2 separate regions of the Gossypium hirsutum genome follow, and region 2 is linked to region 1. Evidence: chromatin contacts called from public Hi-C data. All regions are on one chromosome and are shown on one strand. Each heading gives the region's core, a stretch centred on a gene start, on an enhancer-like site or on the middle of the called end of the contact. The rest is flanking DNA. Distances are from core to core; before and after follow the strand shown.

Region 1 (6,084 bases), core at 137-2,636:
TTTACCTATTTGAATGCATAAAATTTTCTAGTTTTGTCTTTTCACCTTTGAAAGTCTGGGATTAAAATTTTCTTTTCTCTTTTCTTTATAGGTAACTTTATTGTATTCTATTTTAATTTGCTTGAGTTGAATTCTGTTATTTAATTTCATTGATAAGTAAAAATGAGAACACTAAAAACTCAAAACTCTAAATTCTAGACCCCGGACCTTCTTTCATATATCTAAAATTTGAAATCTGTTGGTCTTCTTTTTCATGTGCAATTGAATCCCTCTTCCTATCGTAACTGTCTTTGATTTAACTTGCATTATCTTCGATATATTTGTGTATGTTTGTCAACAGGAATTAAAACAAGGAACTCATACTCATTTGGTGATCAATATGTGCATTTCAATGTTAGCATCCCAAAGTAAGTTTTATATGCCAAAAATTTCTGAAGTTGTTCCATCGTCCATCGAAATCCATGTTTCTAGGAGCATATTCGCAGTTGAAAGCAAATTTACTCGATTTATGTACAGGAATCTGACGGGAAGACAACGGGAATTAATAGAAGAGTTTGCTAGAGAGGAGCAAGGTGAAAGTGATAAACGTGCTGCTGGGGCAGCTGGCTGAGGAGACCAGAATGACCGTCAGTTTTTTTGCCGGGTTTCATCACAAAGATAAAGACGTTGAATATTATTACTAGTATAGCTCATGTTATTCGCAGTTGTTTAAATTTTACCAAGTAAATTTTGGATTTGCTTTTCATATATTTTATTTTATTTTTTTCACTCAAACGATGACAGCGAACCATCATTTTGAGACCAATGGGTGATATTGTATATGGTTTGTTTAGGCATAACATACAAGATGCCACTGCTGTATTATGGCGGATTTCCGAGTGGTATGCTGAAATTTTAATAATAGCATTGACCGTAGGTATTGGGAGAAAGTAGTTGTCAATTTATACACTACCATTTATATTGTTTTTAGTTTCTTTGTATATACTATGATGGTGGGTGAAGCCATCGGAAGTACAGGTTGAGAAAGCAGCATTATTTGAACCCTTGGCAGCCTGTAGTAATGGGCTTGATTTATGCAGTGCACTATAACCCACGAAGAAGTAATACGATGGAGAGGCTTAGCAATATGAATTAAGTTGATGACTAATAAAAAGATTTTTCTACACACACTTATATGTATCGGGGCTTTCTGCTACCAGGCGACAAGGATTTTAAGTAATAATATCTAAAAACAAAATATTGTATATTAAAAGAATTAAGAATATGGAAATCGAATGTCTAGCATTATGTAATTATTAATTCATTTTAAATAAGTTTAGGAGTTAATTAATGTGAAATAGGATAGAAAAATAAGTAAACATAAGTTAATCAATTAATTATAAAAAAAGGGTGTTTTTTAAAATTTGAACTAAAAAGAATAATAATTGGATTAAGTTGGTGATAGGTGGATGAGGAGATCCAGAAGTATATTAGAAATTTTACTTCCTCAAGTTGCATAATAATATTTGAACTAAAGAAATAAAAATATGTAAAATAAGAAAATTAAAACAAAAGTTGGGATAAGGAAAATCTTGGGACAGATAAATTAGTGTAAGGTTTAAAGACGAAAAGAGAACCACTCATCTCTCCAATTCCCATGGCAACCCTATCCTCTTCTCCATCTCCCTCCATTCTCTCTTCCTCCACCGCCAATCCTAAAACCCCTTATCTGAAACCGCCGCTCCTCTTCTTCCCCAAGCCTCTAACCACCGCTCTAACCACCGCTTTAGCCACCACCACCTTACTCCTAACCTCCCCTCCCTCCTCCATTGCCTCTGATTCATACAACGTCTACTACGGAACCGCCGCCAGTGCCGCCAACTACGGAGGCTACGGTGGAAACTCCGACAAGAAAGCCTCCGCCGAGTACGTCTATGATGTCCCCGACGGATGGAAAGAGCGTTTAGTTTCCAAAGTTGAAAAGGGCACCAACGGGACGGACAGCGAATTCTACAACCCCAAGAAAAGACAAGAGAAAGAGTACTTAACATTCTTGGCTGGGTTCAGGCAATTAGCCCCCAAAGACGTGATTTTGAACAACTTGGCATTATCAGACGTGGAGTTGCAGGATTTGATTGCCGGGGCCGACAGCTTGGTCTCCGAGGAGAAGAAAGACGAAAATGGACAGCTTTATTATGTGTACGAGATTGATGGAATTGGTAAGCATAGTTTGATTGCAGTCACTTGCGCAAAGAACAAGCTTTATGCTCATTTTGTCAATGCACCGGCGCCTGAGTGGAAACGCGATGAGGACACCTTAAGGCACATTCATGAATCCTTCAAGACTGTTGGATCATCGTAATTCACTCGTCTTTAGTCTTTTTGAGCCTTTCTTTCTCTTCCTCTCCTTCTCTGTCTCTTTTTATATATATGTATGAGGCAATGCCATTTTTATATATAAGCAAAGCTATTTTACATCTTTTTATATATATTTTGTTTGTTGCTCTACCTTCCTTTTTTTTTTATTGCAACATAATCTTTTCTGGATAAGCATAATTTTACCTTAAGTTTTGTTCACAATAGACCAGAACTGAGTGCAATTTTCTTTATGCGAGCTCCCCATTAATGAACAACATTATGACTTGTATATGTTACTTACAATTATACTAGTGCACAACACCTGAAAGAATTCAGCATTCATGGACATACACCATAGTTTTCACTCTCAAAGCTGTTGAGCACTTGAAAGGAATGTGTAATATTACCTAATTAATTACCCATTTCGTCTTTAAGTGAAATGTGTAATATTACCCCAATTAACTAATTTTAAGTTTGATGTTATATTGTCTAATATAAACCCAAACTGATATCATATTCTTTTCAAGATGAATAGTCATTCATTCATTTGGCATTCAGATTCAAGAACAAAGATAAACAAAGGTTCATAGATGAACCCCCACAAACGATCAATTGGCCAAAACAACAGAAACCATTAGACTAGATTAATTCAAATCCAAACAAAAACAAACAAATATAAAAACTCGTAAAGCGAAACAGGCCCAACTCTCATAACAGAGGCAACTTGTGGTCTAGCAATATTCTTCGAAAGGCAGGACGATGAGACATGTTTTCCATGAGCAATGAGCGGCGATTCAAGTTTATGTCATGGCAGGCTCAACGATTAATAGTTTTCTAAGTTGGTAAAGATACATGGAAGAACCTTTGGTTCGCTCTTTTTCCAATTCTTATTCAACACTTTTCCGGATTAATTATTGTCTAAAACCTAATTTACCCTTATACAAAAAAAATAAATGTAGCCCCAACACTAGTCCCAACCATTACAAATCACTCACCTAAAAACCTCACTTAAATCAAGTATAAACTCTCCAATAAAATGCCAAACACAAGAGTGTAGAAACACAAATAACCAGCTAAAAGCACTCCAAAGACACACCCAGTGTGTGCGGCACAACAACTTATTTATAGGCTAAATTTAATAGCTTCTTAAAGTAGTCTTGATAAAGTAAAATTCTAAATTATAATATGAATATCTTCTTGAATTATCTTTAATAATAATCCCAAAATGATGCAAAATTAATCTCCTTGAAAACAGTCAAGACAAGTGCAAAGGATAATCATAAGCTTTATCCACAAAGTCAAGTCGACCTCAACTTCTTCAAAAACTCCAACTTCGATTATGACTATGAGGCAAAATAAAACACGTCTTTAAAGTCCATTTGCTTTTGGGACATATGAAAAAACCCAAGTCAAATAAGCCAACAAATAAAACCACCTAGGTTTTCTCAACTTCTTGACTAATCAGATGTTTAAACAAGTGACTGATCAGGTTGGTCCTTACGATCTCCCTCTTTGACTTTTTGACAAAACATAAGCAAATGGTATATACTTCCCCTATCACTATGTCATCAGTACACAAGAGATACCAAATAAAACATTGAAATAAATCTCAAATTCATAAACCATAGTCAAGATAGAAATGAACTAGACTATACTAAAATCAACAAACTTACTCCCTCTTACTCTATGCTTTTGTTGTTTGTTTGCCTTGAGTTTATTCAAGGGGATGAGGTACTACCTTTTCCACGCAATGGAGCATGTTTGATTTTCAAAAAGTTTTCCATATTATCAACATGAGTTGCAACCTCATGTTTCATACGATCATCAATAATTTGCTAATCTTTATAACTCAAATGTGTCTGATCTTTTTTCACCCAAACTCACTTCACACCAAACTATCTTATTCTTGTTCTTGACTAAACAACTATCTAGACAACTGTTTGAAGAACTGTTGCACCATATTTAACTTCCTACAAGTCCTTTTTCAACTTGAAACAATAAGGCTTAATAAGGGCAACCTTCCCAAAGTAATGAAAAATCATTCTCTTTGTTTTATCATTCAAGTTCGTCTTGTTGCAAACATGTTGTCTAAGTGATGTTCTTTTCAATGTTGCAAAATTAGCTTAGACATGCATTGTTTTTCTCATCCTTTGATCTTTCATTAACTTATAGCAATAGAACCTAATGTGTCTAGCCTTTTGATATGTCATAATTCAGTGTAGCAGATTGAGCTAGTTTTCACACTTAAAGAGCCTGAATATAAACATTTTCATTACATTTTAGTTAAATTTCTTTAGTTTTACTTACACTCAATAAAATGTGCAAATTGAGTCTTTTATTGATCCTAAGGGTCGAATGAGGCCCAAGGGAGAGCTAACGTACTTTGTGAGTGTGCAGGAGACAATTAGAAGGCATTTTAGGACGATACTAAATGCTATGTTGCATCAAGGGAGGATTGATGTTGCAACATAGAGAACAAAATGAAGAAAACTTAAGTCTGCCTTCGATGTCGCGGCGCAGACTAAGGGTGTTGCGACATACCCCTGAAGATGGCTACAGAAGAGCATACTGGATGCTATGTCATGACACAAGTCTTAATGTGTAGTGACATCGACTCTGGGACAGAAATTAAACACAAAACAAGGGCATTTTGGTCCGCACAATCAAACTTAAAGCTCGAGAACTTCAGCTAACCTAGGGTTAAAGATGACGACCACCTAAAGGCTATAAATAGGCTTTTTTGGCACATGTTAAAGACACCTTTGAATTAATCTAGTTTCTTCCTTTATATTTAGTTTCATTTTCTTTCTTAGGTTTTTATAATTTAGTTTATTTGTTCGTTATTTTCTTTCAAGAGATCTGAATTGTGGAATCATTCAACTTTGTGGATTTACGCTAAATATCCATACAATCAGACTCTTTCATTTACTCTATCTTCTCGATTTAATTAGCATGCTTTCTCTTTATATTAAATATATATTGTTTATGAATGCCATAAGGAACTAATTCTTCTATGGTGGATTAACGAGTGGATGTGTGATCTATTAACTGTTTGTAGGGTTACTTAACAGATCGACTATTTAGGAAAGGGAGAATGTGAAACAAACCCTAGGTTTAACAACCTCGGGAAGTCATCAAGGTGGGAATTAACCCAAAATTGGTATTCTCCATCCGTGAACACCTTAACCCTAAATCAGTCTAGACTGTGAGATTAGAAGATAAGTAGTTTTTGCTAAGTCGTTATATTAGTGGAAGATCGAAAGATTCTGCTAGGGTAACGGCTATTTGATTGATGAGGAACCCGAAGTGACAGTTGATGGAAATTATTGAAATGAGCTAATCACCCATAATCAGATTTGATTTATTCTTCCTTTTTAATCTCATGAATTTTATCTTTTTATGTTGTTTTATTTTTATCATTATAAAAATCCCTAAAATCTTTTATTTTATATTCTTCGTACTATAATTGAATCTAAAGTACTAATTAGATCTTTTAGTGTTTAAGTTAGAATTGATCTAGCAGTCGCCTCCATTGGGTATGATTCTCAGAGTACTAATCCAATTCATTATAAAACTATATTACAACTAGATTCGTATACTTGTAGAAACTGCCGCATAATTCTATATTTTTTTTCAGTATTCACACTTTGGACGTTAGTACGTCCGGAGGCAGTCAATTTGTTGGTGCTGTTATCGATGAGGCAACGTTACTAGGTTAATTTAATTTTCTCACTTAATTAGAATAAT
Region 2 (6,027 bases), core at 2,804-5,303, 39 kb after region 1:
ATTATAATGAACATCTATTTCAAGTCATTTTTGTCCAAGTATGTTGTTGCTTATGGCTAAAACTATTGCAATTCGGGAGGCACTATCTTGGTTGCATTCTCGTTACTTTGATAATGTTTTTTTTAAACAAATTATTTTTGAGTATAACAAGCTTTGTTGAGTAGCAATGTTGATTTTTCCAAGTTTGGTTTGGTTGTTCAGGGTTGTCAATATCTTCAATCTTTTTTTATGAATCTTCGTTCTTCCTATGGACCCGCACTAGATGAGCCAATAAGGTAACTCAATCTACAGTGTGAAAATAAAATAAAATAAAATAAAATAAAATAAAATAAAGAACACACAGATTTTTACGTGGAGAAGAAAATTCACTATGTCGAATTCGAATAATTACAAGAGGAATAGACTATGTCTATTTATAGGCTTGTAAAGTCATATTCTAGTAAGATTGAAACACATTATTCTAATCAATATAAAATAAATAGAGTTTAATAAGGTTTAAAAAACCTTATTTTAAAATAAAATAAAAGAAGTGTAGTTCTATATGGATTTTACTTTTATTTTATTTTACCACTGCATTTTATTTAAATAAGGATTCGGGTTATTTAATTCTAAAAATCTCCATCTTGACATGAATCTCAATGAACAAGTTCTTCATCGCGAACTCTCAACGAATAAGTTCTCCACCTCTTCCATAAAACCCCTTAAGGGTTTAACTTCAACAATGAACACCAACCAAGTTGCTCAAACTTGGTTATAGGAAGTGACTTAATCATTATATCTGCAGGATTTTCATGAGTAATAATTTTGCTTACAACAATATCACCACGAGCAATAATATCACGAACAAATAATACTGAACATCAATGTGTTTTGTTCTTTCATGAAACATTTGATCTTTTGTAAGAAAGATTGCACTCTGACTGTCACAAAATACTATACTGATTTGAAGGTCTTCATTGAGTTCACTAAAGCGTCCCTTCAACCAGATAGCTTCTTTACAAGCCTCAGTAATTGCCATGTATTCAGCTTCAGTGGTAGACAAAGCGACTATAGTTTGCAAAGTGGCTTTCCAACTGATTGCACAACCTCCAATTGTAAAGACATAACCTGTGAGAGATCTTCTTCTATCAAGGACTCCAGCAAAATCAGCATCAACATACCCAATGACTCCATCTCTAGTTCTTCCAAACTGTAAGCAAAGATCAGTAGTACCTCATAAGTATCTTAAAATCCACTGAACTATTTTCTAGTGTTCTTTACCGGGATTCGCCATGTATCTGCTAACTGCATTGACTGCATATGATAAATATGGACGTGAGAGATCCCACTGCACTAGAGTATGAAACATGTGACATGTACTCAATCTTATTATTTGATTGTGGAGACAAAGCCGATGAATGTCTAAAATGGGCTGCTAAAGGAGTACTAACAGGCTTAGCACTCTGCATATTGAACCTGCAAAGAACTTTCTCAATGTACCCCTTCTGACTTAGGTACAATTTACTTGCTTTCTATTCTGAAAATCTCCATACCAAGTATCTTCTTTACTGGTCCTAAATCTTTCATCTCAAATTCTTCACTGAGTTGGGCTTTGACCTTTCTTATCTCTCATTTATCTTTTGCTGCTATCAACATGTCATCAACATAAAGAAGTAGATACACAAAAGAACCATCACTATTTTTCTTAAAGTAAGCACAACTATCAAAACTACTTCTTTTGAAATCATGAGAAGTCATAAAGAAATAAAACTTCTTGTACCACTATCTTGATGACTGTTTCAAACCGTAAAGGGACTTCTTCAACAAGCAAACATAGTCCTCTTTTTCTGAGACTATAAAACCCTTTGGTTGTTGCATGTAAATATCTTCCTCAAGTTCTCCACGCAAAAATAAAATTTTACATCTAACTGCTCAAGCTCCAAATCATGCATGGCCAAAATACCAAGCAAAGCTCAAATTGAACTATGCTTAACAACTAGGGAGAACACATCTGTGAAGTCAATTACTGGAATTTGACTGTAACCCTTTGCAACAAGTCTTGCTTTATATCTAGGTTCTTCAACTCCTGGAGTCCTTTCTTTCTTTTTAAACACCCATTTACAACGAACAATCTTTTTACCTTTAGAAAGTTTCACAAGAACCAATGTTCTATTTTTGTGGAGTGATTCCATCTCCTCTTGCATAGCAAACATCCACTTTTTTGAGTCTTTACAGCTAACTGCCACAGAATAATTAGATGGCTCTTGATTCGCATCTATATCTTCAGCCACATTTAAAGCATAAGCAACTAGATCAGCCTCGGCATACTTCTTTGGAAGTTTAATTTTTCTTCTAGTTCTATTTTTAGCGATAGGGTATTGTGGTGAAGAAGCAACTCTATTCTTAATTTTTGTACTGGCTTGAGGAGTCGACTCTGTATTAATCTGATGCTCTACCTGCTTTTGATTTTCTTTATTGGAAGAGTCTTTAAGAGATAAGTTAGGTACACTACAGGAAAATAGGGTTTTAGCGGCGTTTTTAGTGGCGTTTTATCAAAAAACGCTGCAAAAATTGTAAAACACAGAGCAATAGCGGCGTTTTTATTAACACGCTACTAAAAACAGAGCAATAGCGGCGTTTTTTGTTAACACGCCGCTAAAAACAGAGTAATAGCGGCGCTTTATTTAGTGGAGCAATAGCGGCGCTTTTGGTAAAACGCCACTAAAAGTAATATAACCCCTAAAACCCCTAAACCCCAAAAAAATCATGAACACTAATCTATAACCCCTAAAATACTAAACCCATAAACCTTAAAAACCCTAAACACTAAACTATAACTTCTAAAACCCTAAACTCCAAAAAACATCACATGGATGTTGATATGTATAACATATATATTAATGTAAAAGCTTATGTTCATAATAAATTATGGAAACAATACTTAATATTGATTAAATTTATTTTTTGGTTTACGGTTTAATATTTAAGGTTTAAGGTCTATAGTTTAGGGTTTTATGATTTAAGGTTTAATGGCCATGGGTATATAGTATGTTAATCTCAAGTGAATCATATTCAATAATTAAATCCTAAACCCTATAATTAATTATTGTTATCAATAATAGATATCTTGATTTTGATAAAAAATATTTTTTATATATTAATAAGGTGTTATATTGTTTAATGGATTGAAGGGATATTTTGTGGAAAATGTTTTAAATGATAAATTTACCTTTAAATTTTATTAATAGTTTTTTGTTTATACTATTTTAATATTTATCTATACTGATTAATTAAAATATATATTTATTTATACGAACGAAAATTCTCTGCACTCATTTGTGTCTCCACGTTTTTTAATTGTAACTCATTTTCTTTTTAAAATATATATTTGTGTCTCCACGTTTTTTTATTTTCTTTTACACAACTATTGATATAACATCATTTTATATTCATATATTGCATGGATACATAAATATTTATATTTATTCAATATAAAAATATATTGATGTATTTATTTTTTTTAAATGTGTATGATTAAATCAAAATTAAAGTTTCAACTATACATTTAAATCACAATTAGAATTTCACGTCTACAATTACACATTAAACTGAAATAAAAAATAAACTCAAAAAATAAAAATTTAAAAATTTAAAAATTTAAAATTTAAAATTTAAAAATAAAAAAATTAAAAATAAAAACTTAAAAATTTAAAATTTAATATTTTAGTCCATATTTCAATTAAAAAGTTCAATATTCAAAATTAAAAAAAATTCAAAAGAGAAAAATAAAAAAATTTAAAATTAATCAACAGTTAAAAAATTAAGTTATAATGGCGTTTTTAGTGAAAACGCCGCAAAAAAAATCACCAATTTTTGATTACCCGCTCGTTAGTCCCTAAATCCCCCAAATAACTCTCAAAATTTGCCCCCAAATTTCCCATTTCCAGCAGCACCAAGTCAATACACCTACACTAATTGCCAGAAGTCCGTAGCTTGGAGCTTGTCCTGACTGCTTCCTCCACTAATTGCCGGAAGAAGCCGGCCGTAAAAGAAAGATCTTCTACTTCAACCTAGCTTCGGTTGACCCCCTTTTGGTGGTAGTAAGAGCAGAGTCTTGGGTTGGTGCTTGAAGTAAGGGTCATCAAAGAGACGGATCAGTTTACCGATGAAACCCTAGATGACGAGAAACCGGAGGAAGAGGAGGTGATAGATAAAGAAAATGAAGAGAAGTGAAAAGGTATGCTTTCTTTTCTTTATTCACATCAAAAACATCAAAAGCTTGCTTCACTTTTTCCAAGCTTGGCTCTTGTTCAAACAACCTTGAAATCTCCTCACAATCGTATGATTCATTCAACTATTCTTCACTTTCTTGGCTGCAAAAAATCCCCAGGTTCCCCATCAAAATCTCCACTTCTTTTCTGCATAATCTCTCACCACCAGATAAAACTTCCTTGCTTGAAAACCCAGATTTCTGGTTCTTCAGGTCCCAATCTGAAGTCTGGTTCTCCATTTCTCTGCTTTGTTTCTTAGAACCTGCTGCCGTTTCTCTTGTTTAACTACAATTTCTGAATTTGACTTTTTATTGTTTGTACAATGAAGTTTCTTGGATGTTCATAGGCGGCTGTTTTATTTATTCCTTGAATTTGATCCTTATTTTTCTCTACATGATTTTTCTAAAAAAGACAAATTTCATAATTCGATCCTTTAAATTTGGATTCTATGTCGTGCATATAATTTGTGATTGGCTCAACTATTTACTTCAAAAACTGAAATAAAAAATTTGTCAAATTCAGAGTGCAAATGATACTTTATTTTTTATCCTCTACGTTTTCCATGGTTAATTCTGTTTTCCATGGTCTTAGGGTTAGGAGAGCTGCAATTCGAATTCTAGAGTAGACTCTTTGATTACACAGATTGAGACAATGCTTGAGTTCGATAGTTTTCTTATTAATACCGTTGTTCTTCAATTTCTTTTTCTTTTTCTTTTGGTTTGCAGTTGAATCGTTCAAGTGTCGTATCTGCAAATACACCCTCCAAAATTTGTCATACTTTTCCTGGAAATGGAAGATGTCAAAGGTTAAGTTTCAAGCCCAAAGCTGCTGGTTCAGTTGAAGGAAATGTACTTGACAAAGAATCGGCTAGAATCAGTGACAAGATAGGTAACTGCTTGCTATCTCATTAGATATCTGATTTCAGGGAAAACAATCTTGGAAGCCATGGTTTCTCTTAAGCTATTCAGAGCTGAAATATGGAGAATGAAACTGGCATCAGTTCTAACCCTGTTATAGTTCATCTGGCTTTTGAAGCATCTTTGAATTTTTTTTATTTAAAATAATCAAAGGAAATTAACATGCCATCTGTATTTCATTCCTAATTTGTTTATAACAAAAGATAAATGCAAAATCTCTCTCTGTAGGTTATTTTGATGAGAATTGAATCCAAAATGCAGTTGCCTTGGTGCCGTAGTTCATAGTTTGCCACATTACGGTGGACTTTACAAGCAAAATAAAGTGTATATTATATTTGTTGCTTTCTCCTACATCTGATGCTTCTTCAATTTTGGATGGAATTACATTTAAGTATTGTCATTGATGCAAATTATGGAGTTGTTGGTATTCACCATGTTGGAATTCTATGTGAAAACCTTGAAAGATCTTTTCAGAGATGCTGCGAGTTTAAATTTAAACGTAGAAGAATGTAGAAGAAGGAGTTATCTTTTGACTGGATTTTTTTTTTCAATTAAAATCAGCAAACACATTAGAAGAATCAGGTAAAGGACACTATTGGTGTGGATGAACCTGAAGGTATTTTACTTTTGCCATATAATCTGTTTCTTTATGATACACAATCTTCTTTAGGCCTGTTTTACTAAGTCTTGTGTATTTAGAAAGGAGAGACCCGTTAACTGCTGAAGAGTTGGAAGAAAAGGAGCGACTATTAGAAGAGGTGAGTGCAACGTGTTACATGTTATATTTTTATTTGTTTGTTTGTTTGAGCGTGGTGATAAGATAATTGTTTGTGTTGACAATCTTTTTACACTGGTTGAGT

The links. Hi-C and Micro-C count contacts between places; a contact is called where the count stands out from the background.
Region 2: a Hi-C map of fibers shows a contact between it and region 1, with 4 times the contacts expected there. The contact joins the enhancer-like site here to the promoter of LOC107950517 in region 1. A contact is called at or near these places in 4 of 34 Hi-C or Micro-C datasets (fibers, leaf and petal).

Annotation. Positions count from the first base shown.
Region 1 is chrA08:7,797,362-7,803,445 of Gossypium_hirsutum_v2.1, forward strand. It overlaps LOC107950517 (thylakoid lumenal 19 kDa protein, chloroplastic), which reads left to right and starts at 1,387. Exons shown (of 1, transcript XM_016885381.2): 1 at 1,387-2,466. The coding sequence starts at 1,637. The coding sequence ends at 2,341. It overlaps LOC107950509 (chaperone protein dnaJ GFA2, mitochondrial), which reads left to right. Exons shown (of 18, transcript XM_016885368.2): 17 at 341-407; 18 at 517-929. The coding sequence ends at 610.
Region 2 is chrA08:7,833,293-7,839,319 of Gossypium_hirsutum_v2.1, forward strand. No RefSeq gene overlaps it. Among protein-coding and RNA genes, the nearest start is that of LOC107950563, 13 kb to the right of the region's middle. Within about 2 kb of position 4,054, at least 6 of the 9 cell types and tissues checked have an H3K27ac peak or open chromatin away from gene starts, as enhancers often do. A contact at or near this core is called in fibers, where this site is marked.